Regions from separate parts of the Sus scrofa genome. Here all the other regions are linked to region 2. Evidence: chromatin contacts called from public Hi-C and HiChIP or PLAC-seq data. All regions are on one chromosome and are shown on one strand. The core of a region is the stretch at or near the end of the contact, and the rest is flanking DNA. Distances in the headings are between cores, read along the strand shown. Region 1 holds the start of GFER (FAD-linked sulfhydryl oxidase ALR). Region 2 holds the start of PGP (glycerol-3-phosphate phosphatase). Region 3 holds the start of ZNF598 (E3 ubiquitin-protein ligase ZNF598).

The links. Hi-C and Micro-C count contacts between places; a contact is called where the count stands out from the background. HiChIP or PLAC-seq counts read pairs in DNA pulled down with a chosen protein or histone mark.
Region 1: an H3K27ac HiChIP or PLAC-seq map of alveolar macrophages shows a contact between it and region 2. The contact joins the promoter of GFER here to the promoter of PGP in region 2. A contact is called at or near these places in 2 of 5 promoter capture datasets (fetal liver and liver), 2 of 47 Hi-C or Micro-C datasets (heart right ventricle and liver) and 1 of 2 datasets of contacts at active chromatin or transcription factors (alveolar macrophages).
Region 3: a contact with region 2 is called in a Hi-C map of liver, with 2.8 times the contacts expected there. The contact joins the promoter of ZNF598 here to the promoter of PGP in region 2. A contact is called at or near these places in 1 of 5 promoter capture datasets (liver), 1 of 47 Hi-C or Micro-C datasets (liver) and 1 of 2 datasets of contacts at active chromatin or transcription factors (alveolar macrophages).

The regions. Positions count from the first base shown.
Region 1 is chr3:39,982,925-39,987,589 of Sscrofa11.1, reverse strand. It overlaps GFER (FAD-linked sulfhydryl oxidase ALR), which reads left to right and starts at 3,139. Exons shown (of 3, transcript XM_003124726.4): 1 at 3,139-3,535; 2 at 3,901-4,097. The coding sequence starts at 3,278. NOXO1 (NADPH oxidase organizer 1) reads right to left here and starts at 250. Exons shown (of 7, transcript XM_013987816.2): 1 at 1-250. The coding sequence starts at 14.
Region 2 is chr3:39,774,109-39,778,249 of Sscrofa11.1, reverse strand. It overlaps PGP (glycerol-3-phosphate phosphatase), which reads right to left and starts at 1,435. Exons shown (of 2, transcript XM_003481109.4): 1 at 709-1,435; 2 at 1-609. The coding sequence starts at 1,348. The coding sequence ends at 284.
Region 3 is chr3:39,959,783-39,964,573 of Sscrofa11.1, reverse strand. It overlaps ZNF598 (E3 ubiquitin-protein ligase ZNF598), which reads right to left and starts at 1,678. Exons shown (of 12, transcript XM_013987818.2): 1 at 1,406-1,678. The coding sequence starts at 1,630.

The sequences.
Region 1 (4,665 bases), core at 1,890-4,389, 210 kb before region 2:
CGCGGGCCTGCCATCACTGGGGCCGCCCCGGGTCTCTGTCGTCAGCTTCTGGAGCCTGTCGGGTGTGGCCAAGGGTCAGTCCACTGCCTCCCCGCCTGCCAGGCACCCGGAAGACTGGAATTCCCCAGCGGTGCCCCAGCCCTGCCAGGTCTTGGCCGCACTTCCCTGCCCGACTGGGTCCTTTGCAGCTTCCTCACTGCACCCCTGACCTGAGGAGCGGAGGGGCAGGAGCACAGGGCCTGGGTGGGAGGAGAAGCAGAGTGGGGGGGCTGGGACTGCACCCTGAGGCCCTCCTATCAGAGGAGCCTGGCCTTGGGAGGAGGAGAAGGAAGAGCCATCAAAGTGCCGCCAGGCCTGGCCCCTCCCACACCCAACGTAGGGCCCTTGGCTCTGGCTTTGAACTCCCTGGGGAGCTGTCTGCAGTGGTCATCAGGAACCAGTGGCCCGGTGCCAAAGGCTTTAAGTGCTTTGGTGTAATCCTCTCTTTAGAGGAAAGGTCTCTCTGTGTTTTCTTCTTTAAAGGGCCGCACCCAGCGTATGGAGGTTCCCAGGCTAGAGGTCAAATAGCAGCTGTAGCTGCCAGCCTGCACCACCGCCACAGCAGCGGGAACTGAGGCATGTCTGCGACCTACACCACAGCTCACAGCAACACGGGATCCGTAATCCATTGAGTGAGGCAGGGAATGAATCCATGTCCTCATGGACAGTAGTCGGCTTCGTTAACCACTGAGCCATGATGGGAGGTCCAGGAGGAAAGGTCTCTTAACGTCCCCAAGTCACAGAGGAGGAATTTATGTTAAATGGCTATTAACTGTCAGGGGTTTTGTCTGTACGTGTTGGGGAAAGACAGACTTCACAGGCTCAGAGCATCAGTTCCCCTGCGGTGGACGGACCTGGGGCGGGATGTAGAGCATCCACCTCCAGGCACCAGCACTTGGGGGACGGGAGAGGTGGTGACTAGGACTCTGCTGGTTTGTTTTTTGTTTTCTGTTTCCGTTTGGCCACATCCATAGCATGTGAAAGTTCCTGGGCCAGGGGTCAAACCCTTCGCCACAGAAGCCACCAGAGCAGCTGCAGAGAAATGCCGAATCCTTAACCCAATGGGTCAGAATCCCCAGACAGGGTGTGCCCAGGTGCCCCGCTTCCCTGGAGGGGAGATTTTCGGAGTGCCATCCAATCCTGGCATACAGCAGTTCTTCCCACCGTGGGAGCTGCCAGCTCTGTGTTGGAACTCACCTTACCCCATGCCTATGAGGGAGGGGCCAGCCTCCAAGAGGTCCCTCCAGGGAGGCACCCTGGCCTTGACAAAAGGCCTTTGTAAGTCTGTCCAAACAGCAGCTCCCCCCAAAGCCCTCAAACTTTCCCTGGTCTTGGCACAGACAATGAACACCTGTGGATACAGACCTAATTTTTTTTTTCTTTTTTTTTTTTTTCATTTGTGGCCACCTGGTGGCAGATGGAGCTCCCAGGTCATGGATCACATATGAGCTGCAGTCTCCACCTAAGCCGCAGCTGTGGCAATGCTGGATCTCTGACCCACTGTGACAGGCCAAAGATTGACCCCAAGTCCTAGGGCTCCCAAGACGCTGCCCATCCTGTCACACCACAGCGGGAGCACCAACAGAGGCCTATTTTTGCAAAGTGCCTTCAGTCTAGCTGTCACACTCTTGCCAGTCTCAGTGGGGGCCACTAGCCTGATAGGGTACAGGGTGGGACAGACCTGTTCCTGGGAAGAGAGAGAAGTTGGAGATGGGCAGTTTGCTCACACCAGGAACCTAAAAGGATGCTAAGCACTGCCCCCCCCCATGCCAACTGACAGCCCCTGCTCCACACCGCCAGCAATCTAGACGCCCTCCACTCCTCTCTCTCTATAACCCTACCCTGACGTCTCACCTGGACAACTGCAGCAGCCCCATCCTCCCCCAAAGCCTGTACTCCTCACTTGCTCCTGTGACATCCACTCCCCAGAGGCAGCTTGGCGACTGAGATCACACCAGAGTACCAGGCCCCAAATGTCCCAGCACATTCCCAGGGTCCTTGGAATAAATTGCCAGCGCCCATGGCCATTGATGAGGTCCCTGCTGGGCCCCTGGCCACCGCTGGATCTCTTCTGCCACCACCCTACCCAGGTCCTGTCCTGCTGGCCTTCCCACCCACACAAGAAGCAAAGATCCTCCTCGGCCTTGATTGCCCTTCTCAGTGATTCCTCATTCTTCAGGCCTCCGCCTAAGCGTCACCTCCTCAAGGAGGCCTCCCGCATTTACCTCGCCCCATTCATGCCCCCGAGCATTTATTAGTGTGACACCTTTTAGATTTTTGTTGTTTCCGTCTTGACCACACTGGATTATGGGTTGGGGAGGTCAGAAACTTTCGAATCTTTCTCCCGGCACCGCCCAGCGCCTAGAGCAGCTCTGAACAGATGAGGCACTACACAAATATTTGCGGAATGAATGAATGCACAGTTGGAAGCACAGGTATCCCTGAGGCCACTCCCGACGTGGGTTTAACCGCTTCAGGCAGGCTACAGGATTCGGGAGCGGGAGGGTCCGCTCCGTGCGCGCAGCCCAAACACGCACCGCCTCCTTTGCCGGCACCGCCTCACCCCGGGTTGCCAGTCACCCGTTGCCATGGCACCCGTCGCCAGGGCGGATCCGCAGGCTCAGCCCCGGCAGCATCGCCTCTGTGCGCTCACGGCCCCGCCCCATGTTGCCACAGCACCAAGCGCCAGCTCCCAGGACGCCCCCAGCCGAGGGCATAGGGCCTAGCAGCGGGCACGCGGGACGGTCAGAGCGGAGCGATGGGGGCATCGCGGGCCACGAAACGGACGTCGCCTCAGCCGCAGCCAGAGGCTACGGCACGGCCGCGCCGCTTCCACAACACGCTGGTCTTCTACTGGAGGAAGCGGGAGCGCCGCCACGGAGGACGCAAGTCGGGCTCGGGCCGCGGAACGAGGCCCAGGGCTGCGGCCAGGACTAGGATCTCCAACCCCGCACACACGCGGGCCCGGGCCGCCGACTCCAGCTCTGCTTCTTCCGGGTCGCGGGCCGCGGCCCCCGGCTCCGCCTCCACGCCGGACACCGGCCCAGGCCCCGCCCCCGACCCCGCCCCCGGCCCCAGCTCAGGCCCCGCGCCCGCGCCCGCGCCCGCGCCCGCGCCCGCGGCCCGGGCTCCCGGCTCCTGCGGCCGCGCCCTGGCGGCGGCGCGCGCCCTGGCCTGGAGACCGACTTGGAAGCCCATCTGGAGACCGAGCTGGCCCGGCAGGCATTGCGCGGGTAACATGGCGGCCCCCGGCGAGCGGGGCCGCTTTGGCGGGAACCTCTTCTCCTTCCTGCCCGGCGGCGCGCGCTCCGAGGTGGTGGATGACCTGGTGACGGACGCGCGCGGCCGGGGCGCCGGGCGGAGAGATGCCGCCGCTTCAGCCGGGATGCCCTCCCAAGCCCCGGCCTCGGATTCTCAGGTCGCCGAGGACGCCTCCCGGAGGCGGCCCTGCCGGGCCTGCGTGGACTTCAAGTCGTGGATGCGGACGCAGCAGAAGGTGCAGATGTCGCGTGGGGTTGGGGAGGCGCCTCCTTCCCGCAGAGGCCCGCGAGCCCTGCCGACTCCTAGCCCCGGCCCGCACACCATGTTGTCAAGCGCCCCGGGCAGAGTTCCCAAGACCCAGGCGGAGCACTCCTCCAGGCCCTAAGACTTTGCCCCCTTCCCCGGGGTTGAGGGGTGGCTGTCCCAAAGCCTAGCCCTTAAGGGAGGCCGGGCCTTTCGGCCCTTAGCCACTTGTTGGCCGGACCAGCCTCCTTAGGACTTAGGACAGACAGTAGGCCTCCGGCTAGGGCAGAAAAAATGGAGCTTTGTAGGTTTCCGGCGGGGGAACGGAGCTAACCCTTGGTCGGCCTCCTTCCACAGCGGGACAGCAAGTTTAGGGAAGATTGTCCTCCAGATCGCGAGGAACTCGGCCGCCACAGCTGGGCTGTACTCCACACCCTGGCTGCTTACTACCCCGACCTGCCCACCCCAGAACAGCAGCAAGATATGGCTCAGTTGGTAAATTTATTTTCCAAGTTTTACCCATGCGAGGAGTGTGCTGAAGACATAAGGAGGAGGTAAGTTGTGTGAGTCCTGGGTACCGCAGCCAGTCCCGCCGGGAGCCTGGGCCTGGCTGATGTCATAAAGGGAAGCCTAGAGAAATAAAGGCAGAGGTGGGAGAGGGTTGCCGAGAGCAGGGGCCAGCAGCAGATGAGGGATCTTGGATCATCTCCTTTCTCCTCGAGGGCCAAGCTGCCTGGGGCTTCTTCCGCCCCAGAACTCTGGGGAGCACTTCCCTCCTGAGATGCCTTGCTTAGCACTGCTGGAGGCTCTGGCAGGTGTGGAGGGCGCCGCTTTGCTACCTGCTGGAGCAGGACTGCCAATTTCAAGACCTTGGGAACTCACTGCTTTTGCTCCCGAGAGCCCCCTTTTCTCCATTGCGGAGCCCAAGAACTGTGGTGTGGCACCCATAGGCTGGGCTGGATTTGAGGGGCAGGGCAGCCCTTGCTGTTTGAAGCCTGGGCAGTTAGAACAAAGTCTCTTACTGAGCTGAGGCAGCAGGGCCGTGGGTGCTAAGAAGCAGATCTGGTGTTCAGTTATGCCTTTGTGCAGGTTCCATCCCTTCTGTACACTGCCTGGGGCCAA
Region 2 (4,141 bases), core at 186-2,685:
AATCCTGGGCATATGCTGAACCAATGGCCAGGCCAACTGGCACCTGAGGCCCAGGACCCCCCACAATGTCCTCCAAGCTTAAAAGTGCATCTCAAAATACAAGCATTTGTAAACAAAATCGCCCCCAAACGTTTACTTACAAGATTAAAACTAGTGCCTCTGCTTAACTCCAAGTAATACTCTTTGAAGCCACCTGGCTGAGCGATGCTTAAGCACCACCTATTAATCTGGGTAAGTGATTTTTCATTTTTTTTTTATTCTGGAGATTAAAGACACTAAATCTTTAACCTTGAAGGGCAGGCAAAAGGTCGGCTATGCTGTCAACATAGAAGTCAGGGACCATTTTCTTCCTAGACATGCAGTCACTTTCTTGATTACTCTTCACGTCTCCTAGAGTGGAGACTCCGGTGAGGGTCAGGACGGTCTTCAGACCACAGGTGACGCCCAGGAGGATGTCTGTGTCCAGGCGATCACCCACCATGACCGTGCGCTCCGGGTTGATGCCATACTCCTGGGACACGCAGTCAAAGATGAAGCGGCTGGGTTTCCCTATGATGTCTGCTTGGCGCTGGGCGGCCATCTCCACGGCTCGGACCAGACAGCCGGTACCTGCGGGGCGCAGAGGGAGGGGAGCAGAGTGCCGGGGGTCAGAGGACGAGAGGGGCCCGCCGCCCGCCCTCCAGCCTCCCACCCCCGGGGCGCACGGACCCGCGATGAAGCGGCCGTTCTCGAGTGGGAGTCTGTTGTCCATGTTGGTGCCCACAAGCAGGCAGCTGGGCTGCTGCAGGTAGCGCACAGCCTTGGTGAGCTTCATGTAACTGAAGTGCGGGTCGAAGCCCACCACGACGGCGCGCACGTCGGGCTCCAGGGGCGCGTCCAGCCAGGCACTGGGGCCTTCGCCCTGCAGGGGCTCGGGTCCCACGCCCACGCAGGTGACGCCCACGGCCTCCAACTCGGCGGCCAGGGCCGCGCTGCCTAGCACGTAGGCCTTGGGGGTCGGCGCACCGCCCAGGCGCTGGCGCAGGTAGAGAGCGGTGCAATAAGCTGTGCCGAAGATTTCGCGGCCCGCGTTGGGCCCCGACGGGCCGCCGAAGCCCAGGCGCTGCAGCTTCTCGGCGTATGCCTCGCGGGTCTTGCTGCTGTTGTTGGTAATGAAACCGAGGCGCTTGCCGCGGGCCCGCAGCGCCGTCAGGGCCTCGGGCGCGCCGGGCACCGCCGTCTCACCGCGCCACAGCACGCCGTCGCAGTCGAACAGCAGCGTGTCCACGTCGGCCAGCAGCGTCCGGGCCCGCTCGGCGCTCAGCCGCACGCAGCGGACGTCGTCGCCGCTGGCCTCCGTCGCCGCCATGGCCGCCCGCCCCTGCCACCACCGGCCTCCGCCGCCGCCGCCGCCGCCGCCGCCGCCGCCGCCGACACCCGCTTGTCCTCGCAGCCGCCCGCCGCCGCGCCCGCCCCGCCCCCGGCGCGCTCATTGGCCCTGAGCCTCGCGCGTGCCGCCCATTGGACACCGCCTGCGCCAATCCGCCCCCGCCTCCCGCGGGCTGCGGGAGCGCGGCGCCAACCGTTGCTGCCCGGAGCAGAGAGGATGTCACCCATTGGCTGTCTGACCTGAGCGCCCCGGGGATTGGCTGGCAGGGAGCCAACCGGCATTCTGCGTGGAGCGCTCACTGCGGAAATTCGGCGCAGGAGCCCTAGAGTCCGCGCAGGCCGTAAGGCTGCTGCTCATTGGCGGCCCCTGGGCTGCTCTTCCATTGGAGGCGCATGGTCAGCCTAGGTGACGGAGGCCCTTAATCGAATGACCCCCCGGGCCCAAACGGCTGCTGATTGGCCGGCTTGGCTCTGATCTTGCGGGCGGGGCTCTACACGGGACATCCACGGGAGTGAGGGGGGACGCTGTACCCTTTAGGGCTGGAGTCACGTCCGCACTTTTGCCTGGGCGGCGCCGGGCGGTGCCCTCCGTCTTGGGCATGCTCCGGACCTAGTGCCTACGCTTAGGCCGGCCTTTCTTGAGAGCCAGCCCAGGGCTCCTTCCCAACAAGCCTCGCGCTCTGATTTCCCGTCCTTTGGAAAAATCCTTTCCCTGTGCCTTGGTGGTCGTGTGAACGAGTAATTACTAGGCAGTGGAATTAGGGTCTAAGAGAAGGACACTAGTGCCTAGAACACAGCACTCAATAATTGGTCACTATCATCATTATTAGGTATTATTAACTTTTTTTGGCCGCCTCCCCTGCATGTGGAAGATCCTGGGCCAGGGTGCAACCCCCTGCTGCAGTTGCGACCTGCGCCACAGCTGAGGCAACTGGATCTTTAACTCCGTGCTGCCCCAGGGAACCTTCCTCGGTATTATTAACTTTTATGGAAGGGAAACATACAGCAAAATGCATAAATCTTAAGTGTGCAGCTTGGTGGAATTTTTAACTACTTCTATGCCTGTGTAAACACAGCCCAGATCAAGATATAGAATATTTCCATCATTTCAGAAAATTTCTGCAAGTCGCTATGCAGTCAATAGCAGATACTCCTACCCGACTGGTTTTCTGACTTCTGTCACCATGGCCTGTTCTAGACCATATTCCAAGATCTTACCTCCTGCACTCCTCTGGCTCTTGCTTCTTTTGGATCAATATAATGTCTGTGCAATCCATTCTTCTCGGTGTTTCTTTTTCAAAATTTGAAATTTATATTCCATTGTAAGAACATAGTCCCATGTTCTCCAGGTGATGGACATTTAGGTTTTTTCCAGTGTGGAGCTATTGTAAATAATACCCCTGTGAAGATTTCTGTTCCTACACACAGATTTGTGGGTGTAGGCCCTCATTTCTCCTGGGTATATACTTAGGAGTGGAATTGCCAGTTCATAGAGTAGGTGTATGTTTATCTTTATTACTTGCATTTTTTTTCTGGCCATGCCTGTGGCATGTGGACATTTCTGGGCCAGGGATCAAACCCACACCATGGCAGCACCCCGAGCCACTGCAGTGACAATGCCAGATACTTAACCCACTGTGCCACAAGGGAATGCCCTATCCTTATTACTTTCACTGGGGCCAGGGGGCAGAACAATAGTGGCCACAGTTTCCTGAGAGCATACCCTGTGCCAGGGGATCCAGACCCCCAGGCCCCCAATTCCTAATGTGACAACCCCCTGCTCTGCACTTGGGTCCCAAGTCTACGTAAAGTCCACTCTGGATCCTGCCCCCCAACCCCCTGAGGCAAAGCCAGTATCTTCAGTGCACTTAGGGCTTTGCTGGTTCACCCGCAGCCTGTTCTGCTGGCCTGAGAACATCTGGTGGGCAGGGGCCATCGTCAACAAGGGCAGGGCATGCAATGTTCCTGCCTGGTGCACCCACTACCTAGGAGAGGAACAACTCCCTCCCTGTGACTTCTTCTTCTTCTTTTTTGCTTTTTAGGGCCACACCTGCAGCATATGGAAGTTCCCAGGCTAGGAGTCCAATGGAAGCAGCCACTGTTGGCTTACACCCCAGCCACAGCAAGGCAGGATCCTTGAGCAAGGCCAGAGATCGAACTCGCATCTTCATGGATCCTAGTCAGGTTCATAACCTGCTGAGCCACAGCGGGAACTCCTTCTTTCGTTTTTTAAAGTTTTATTGAAGTATGGTTGATAAATGCAATTGTTTTAGAGAGGATTTCTGAAATAGAAAGCATACGAGCCCGGAGAGTGCAGGCTGTCTGTCTCCCCTGGGCCAGCTCCTCCTCGTGCCCACCCACACCCAGGCCATCCTGTCTTTGGGATCCTTCCCCACGCTGTTCCTGTGGAGATCTGCCCCCATCTCTTGAATGCTGGCTTTCCCATTAATCCTTTGGGCAGCCTCAAGTGGGGTGTTCTCCTGGCCCTGTCTTCCCAGCTGCCGCCAGAACCGTAGAGCTCCACAACAACCCAGCTGGTCCTCTTCTGGTTTGTCCCTCTCAGAGCCCATCTCTCCTGGATCTTCCTTGCGGACACAGCAGTCAGAGGGATCCTTCGGAAACACTGACCAGCACTCACTCTGCTTACACCCCTGGAATGGTGAATGAGCCCCCCGTAGAAAGCAGCCCCACTGTTACCCCCGCCTAACCTCTGGCGACGTAACCTGTGCCTCACCCTTCTCAGCTCCTGCCAGGCCAAGGGTCCTCGCTTTCC
Region 3 (4,791 bases), core at 429-2,928, 190 kb before region 2:
GTGGGACCCACATGGAATGAGAGAGGCCAGATGCTAGCCATGGTAGCCATGTATAGATGTGTGCTCACTTCCTGAGTGAGACCTGCAGTGCCCAGGGCCTGGCACTCTGCTCTGCCTGCCTGCCTGCCTGCCTGCCTGCCTGGAAGGAACCTCCAGGTGCTGGGAAACCTGGCCGGTCAAGGATTACATCACATCACCAAGACTGGCCAGCAAGGCAGGCTCTGGCGAAGCTGGGACGTGCCTTCTGACTAAGTCACAGATCGAAGGTTTCCCTGACTGCTCCAGCACCAAGAGCTCTCCCAGATCCGGGGCCGTCTCTGTCCACCCGACTGTAGACTGACGGCATCTCCAAGGGTCTTTCTTTTTTTGGCTAACACAAAGAATAGGCCCCCAGTGGGCCTTCAGCATCTCCTTGGCTCCATGACCATAAATGTCTCGTTAACAAAAGTGAAAAAACCACGTTTCTGCATCACTTCTAGGAAAAGGAAAGTCAGACTCCCTGGCACATGTCACCAGCCCAAGCTTTCCATGAAGAAACCAGGGGAATTTCACAACTCTGGAAGCAAACAGATCTCAAAGCACAGCGAAGCAAGGAGCTCCAGCTAGGTACTCGCAGCCAGCAGCTAGCAGCTGGCATTGTGGAGCAGAGCTCCGTGGTGCCCCCCACTTCCCCAGGGCTTCCAAGTCTTGACAGTCAGAAACTCCCTCCCCTCTACTCTGGAGCAGAGCCCCACCAGCTGGAACTGGCAAAGAGGAGAAACACTTGCTCACACTTTTACTCCCACCCCCCAGGTACCCTGAGGAGACCTCGGTGGTTCTGCTTTCCTTTCTGGTGGGCCGGTCTAAGTGCAACTGTCACTTAATAGAAGAAAAACGCCAGTCTCAGAGGAGTCTCCTGAGCATCACCCAAGGAGGCCCAGAGACACAGCTAGGCTGGAAATGCTCAGTTGGAGCCTCTGCTTCCAAGACAGACTGTCTCCGAAGGTGCTCACTTTCCCCGTAGCCTCCATGGGAACGGAGACCCCTGAGGAATAACCTCCCAAAGATGAGCAGGTCGAGGCGTGTCTGCTTGGATCATCCCTTCCTGTGGCCCGGCAGGAATTACCGAAGCGCAGGAAGAGAAGTCCCCAGGCTCTGTCTCTCCAGGGACATCTGCCTCTTCAAACCAGTTCGGCCACCTCCTGCCCCCCAGCCCCAGACCCCCCACAGTCGGCCCCAGGATCGGTACCCCGCCCCAGGTGGCCCTGCCAGGCCTCTCTTTTGGAAGCCGGCGCCACCAGGGCCGCAGCCGGACATCAGAAAGGCAAAGTCCCCTTCCGGCCGCCGGGTGCCACGCCGCCCCGCCCGGTCGCGCCCCCGCGCCCGCCTCGGTGCCCCGACGCGCGGCCCTGCCGGCGCGGCCCACCTGGCGCAGCTCCTCGCGGCACACGGCGCAGTAGCGTTGCTCGCACAGCACCCGCATCTTGGTGGAGCAGCGGTAGCACACCGGGTGGTCGCAGCGGCCCAGCGCAGTGGCCTCCAGGTCGCCGCAGCACAGCACGCAGCTCCCGCCACCCCGCTCGGGGCCCGCCGCCGCCGCCGCCTCCAGCGCCGCGCGCCGCCCCTCGGGGCCCGCCGCCGCCGCCGCCATGGTCCGGGATCCGGCCCCCTCCCGGCCGGCGCGGCGCGGCACGGCCAGACTCCCGGCGGGCCCACCCCTTCCGGGGCGACGTCACCGCCCCGCCCAGCAACGGCCCCGCCCGGCGGAAGTGCGCTCGCGACTTCCGCATCAGCGAGGTGCAGGCTAGAGCGGCGCTACCCGCACCGGCGCTCTAGCCGGAGCTGACAGCTCGGAGGTCGCCCGCAGCCCTGGCGTCCGGCCACAAGCATCGGGCTCCCCTTTGCTCGGACCCTCCCCTCCCGGAGCAGTGAATGTTTTAGTGTAAGTGTGTCCCAAATATCAATGGGTCATACTTATATTAAAATGTTGTTCGGGAGTTCCCGTCGTGGCGCAGTGGTTAATGAATCCGACTAGGAACCATGAGGTTGCGGGTTCGGTCCCTGCCTTTGCTCAGTGGGTTAACGATCCGGCGTTGCCGTGAGCTGTGGTGTAGGTTGCAGACGCGGCTCGGATCCTGAGTTGCTGTGGCTCTGGCGTAGGCCGGTGGCTGCAGCTCCGATTCAACCCCTAGCCTGGGAACCTCCATATGCCGCGGGAGCGGCCCAAGAAATAGCAACAACAACAACAAAAGACAAAAAGACAAAAAAAAAAAAAATGTTGTTCGTTGTTCAGCTGAAACAAATTTCATTGGGAGTGTTGTATTTTTACTTGCTAAATATTGCAACCTTATTAAGAACCCAAATGTCTCTCCAACCCAGATCTTTCTCTCGTATTTGGGACACGCATGCGCCCAGACACAAAGACAGTCCCCGTCAGAAAAGGCAATTCAGGAGTTCCCATCGTGGCGCGGTGGAAACGAATCCAGCTAGGACCCATGAGGTTGCGGGTTCGATCCCTGGCCTCGCTCAGTGGGTTAAGGATCTGACATCGCCATGAGCTGTGGTGTAGATCGTAGACGCGGCTAGGATCTGGCGTTGCTGTGGCTCTGGCAACATCCCAGCTGATTAGACCCCTAGCCTGGGAACTTCCATATGCCGTCCCGCTACAAAAGGCAGGTGGAGAACTTGTCCTCTTCATGGCTGGGCCCACCCAGCTGAGTAGGGTGGGAGGCTTGATGTGGAGCAACGTACAGGGCACGTTTGCTGAGGGGATGGTAGTCAGTTCCAGAGCTTCAGGTCTATGCAGCTTTTGGGGTGCCTCCTCGATACCCTCGGGGTCCAGGCACGCTCAGACGTCCCTTCTGCTCAGAGAGGCCAGTCCAGATCTGAACGCTTCTAGAAAAGAGACAGTGTGTTGTGACAGTGATGTGAGCTTGGACTTTAGAATCAGACGTGAGCTGCAAACCCAAGGTCTACTACTTATTTGCTGGCAACATCGATCAGCTCATTGACCCTTTAGCTTCCTCATTTGCAGAACAGGGATCATTGAACCAGTTAGCCTGGTGGATTGGCCGTATGCAGGTGCCATCTCACCCTCAGAAAACCCTGCAAAAGGACAGTAAGGGAAGCAAAGACTCTTTTTCCCTGAGCTCAAAGAGGAGGGGAGGGGAGAAGCAGCTAGAGAAAGACTTAAAATTGTGGAGTGAGTTGAAAAATGTGGAGGAGTTCCCACTGTGGCCTCTCATCAGTGCTGGGATGCAGGTTCAATCCCCTGTCCGGCACAGTGGGTCAGGGATCTGGTGTTGCCACAGCTGCCACATAGGCTGCATTCGCAGCTGGCTCGGATCTGATCCCCAGCCGGGGAGTTCCATATGCCTCAGGGCAGCCAAAAAAGAACAAACAAAAACAAAATATGGAGGCAAACATAAGGAGAAATAGCTGAAAGAGTTAGAAGCAGCTGCCCATGAAGGGCAGGAAGGGGTATGAAAGGTAGACCTGGGTCGGCTTTAATTTTTCTCTTATGCCAGCATTGGATTTATGATCTTGTTATGATCTTGGATTATGTTATATTGAGAATGACAAAACGGAGAGATTTTCTCATTCACAGTGTCCTTAGGATGGGGTTCCTGTCGGGAACCAGGGTCTGTGCCTAGAATGGAGGCCATGCATACGAAGCAGACGGGGTTCCACCCCCCCCCACCAAGGGCTTGGTCCAGTGTGGGGGGACATGTGCAAAGAGTCAGAAGCCTTGATTAGGATCAGTCAGCTTCTCCGAGGGGCTGTGCATGGATGAAAAGAAGGGCGAGCCCCAGAAAGGTGACTCTTGGGGACCCTTAGGGTCCAGATTCCTGGTTGGGGAGGCCTGGCAGAGACCTTTGTCCCTGGGCCCTGGGCTCAGGGCTGAGCAGGGCACAGAGCACCTCCTCCTGTATGTCCCTAACTGGTGCCCCCAAGGACCCCAAGGCTCTCCCAAGCTTGCCCTCCGACCCAGCCCTGGGCACGCCGCCCGCATGCTTCTGCAGCCCTCCACTTGACAGGCAGCTGCCCTCCTCTGTCCCAGTGCAGCCTTCATGCCTCACCTGCGCCTGACATTTTCATGGCCTCTGGCTCACAGCCATCAACAACCCGGAGGGCTGACTGGTATTTAAACTTCCGATATTGAACGTATCATTGTGCAGAGCTTTTTTTTTTTTTTTTTTTTTCTTTCTTTTTAGGGCTGCATCCACAACATATGGAGGTTATCAGGCTAGGGGTCACATTGGAGCTACAGCTGCCGGCCTACACCACAGCCACAGCAATGCCGGATCTGAACCATGTTTGCGACCTACACCACAGCTCACGGCAACACTGGATCCTTAACCCACTGAGCGAGGCCAGGGATAAAACCCGCAACCTCATGCTTCCTGGTCAGATTCCTTTCAGCTGTGCCACAACAGACACTCCTGTGCAGAGCTAGCTTTTTTTTTTTCCCTTGGGTCAATGTTGCATTTTCAGATTTATCCATTCTGCTAATTGTAGTTCTCTTATTGTCTAACTGCCTCAGAAATCTGCGTTACCACACAGACCGTGATGGATCAGCTTTCACCTCAATGACATTCTCTGTGCAGAAGCTCCCTGCCTGGGCTGCAGTCCCCTGGGCCCCTTAACAGGGAGGGGGTGGCAGCACTAGGGGACCCTGGCAGCCGGCGTCGTGCTGGGCTGCCCGCCCACCACACACTCCAGGCAGCTCTCCAGGCCGAGGGGCCCCAGGAGAGCACAGCAAGGGATGGGGGCTGGCAGCTTTCCACACGGCCTGTGGGTCCCCTTGGTCCT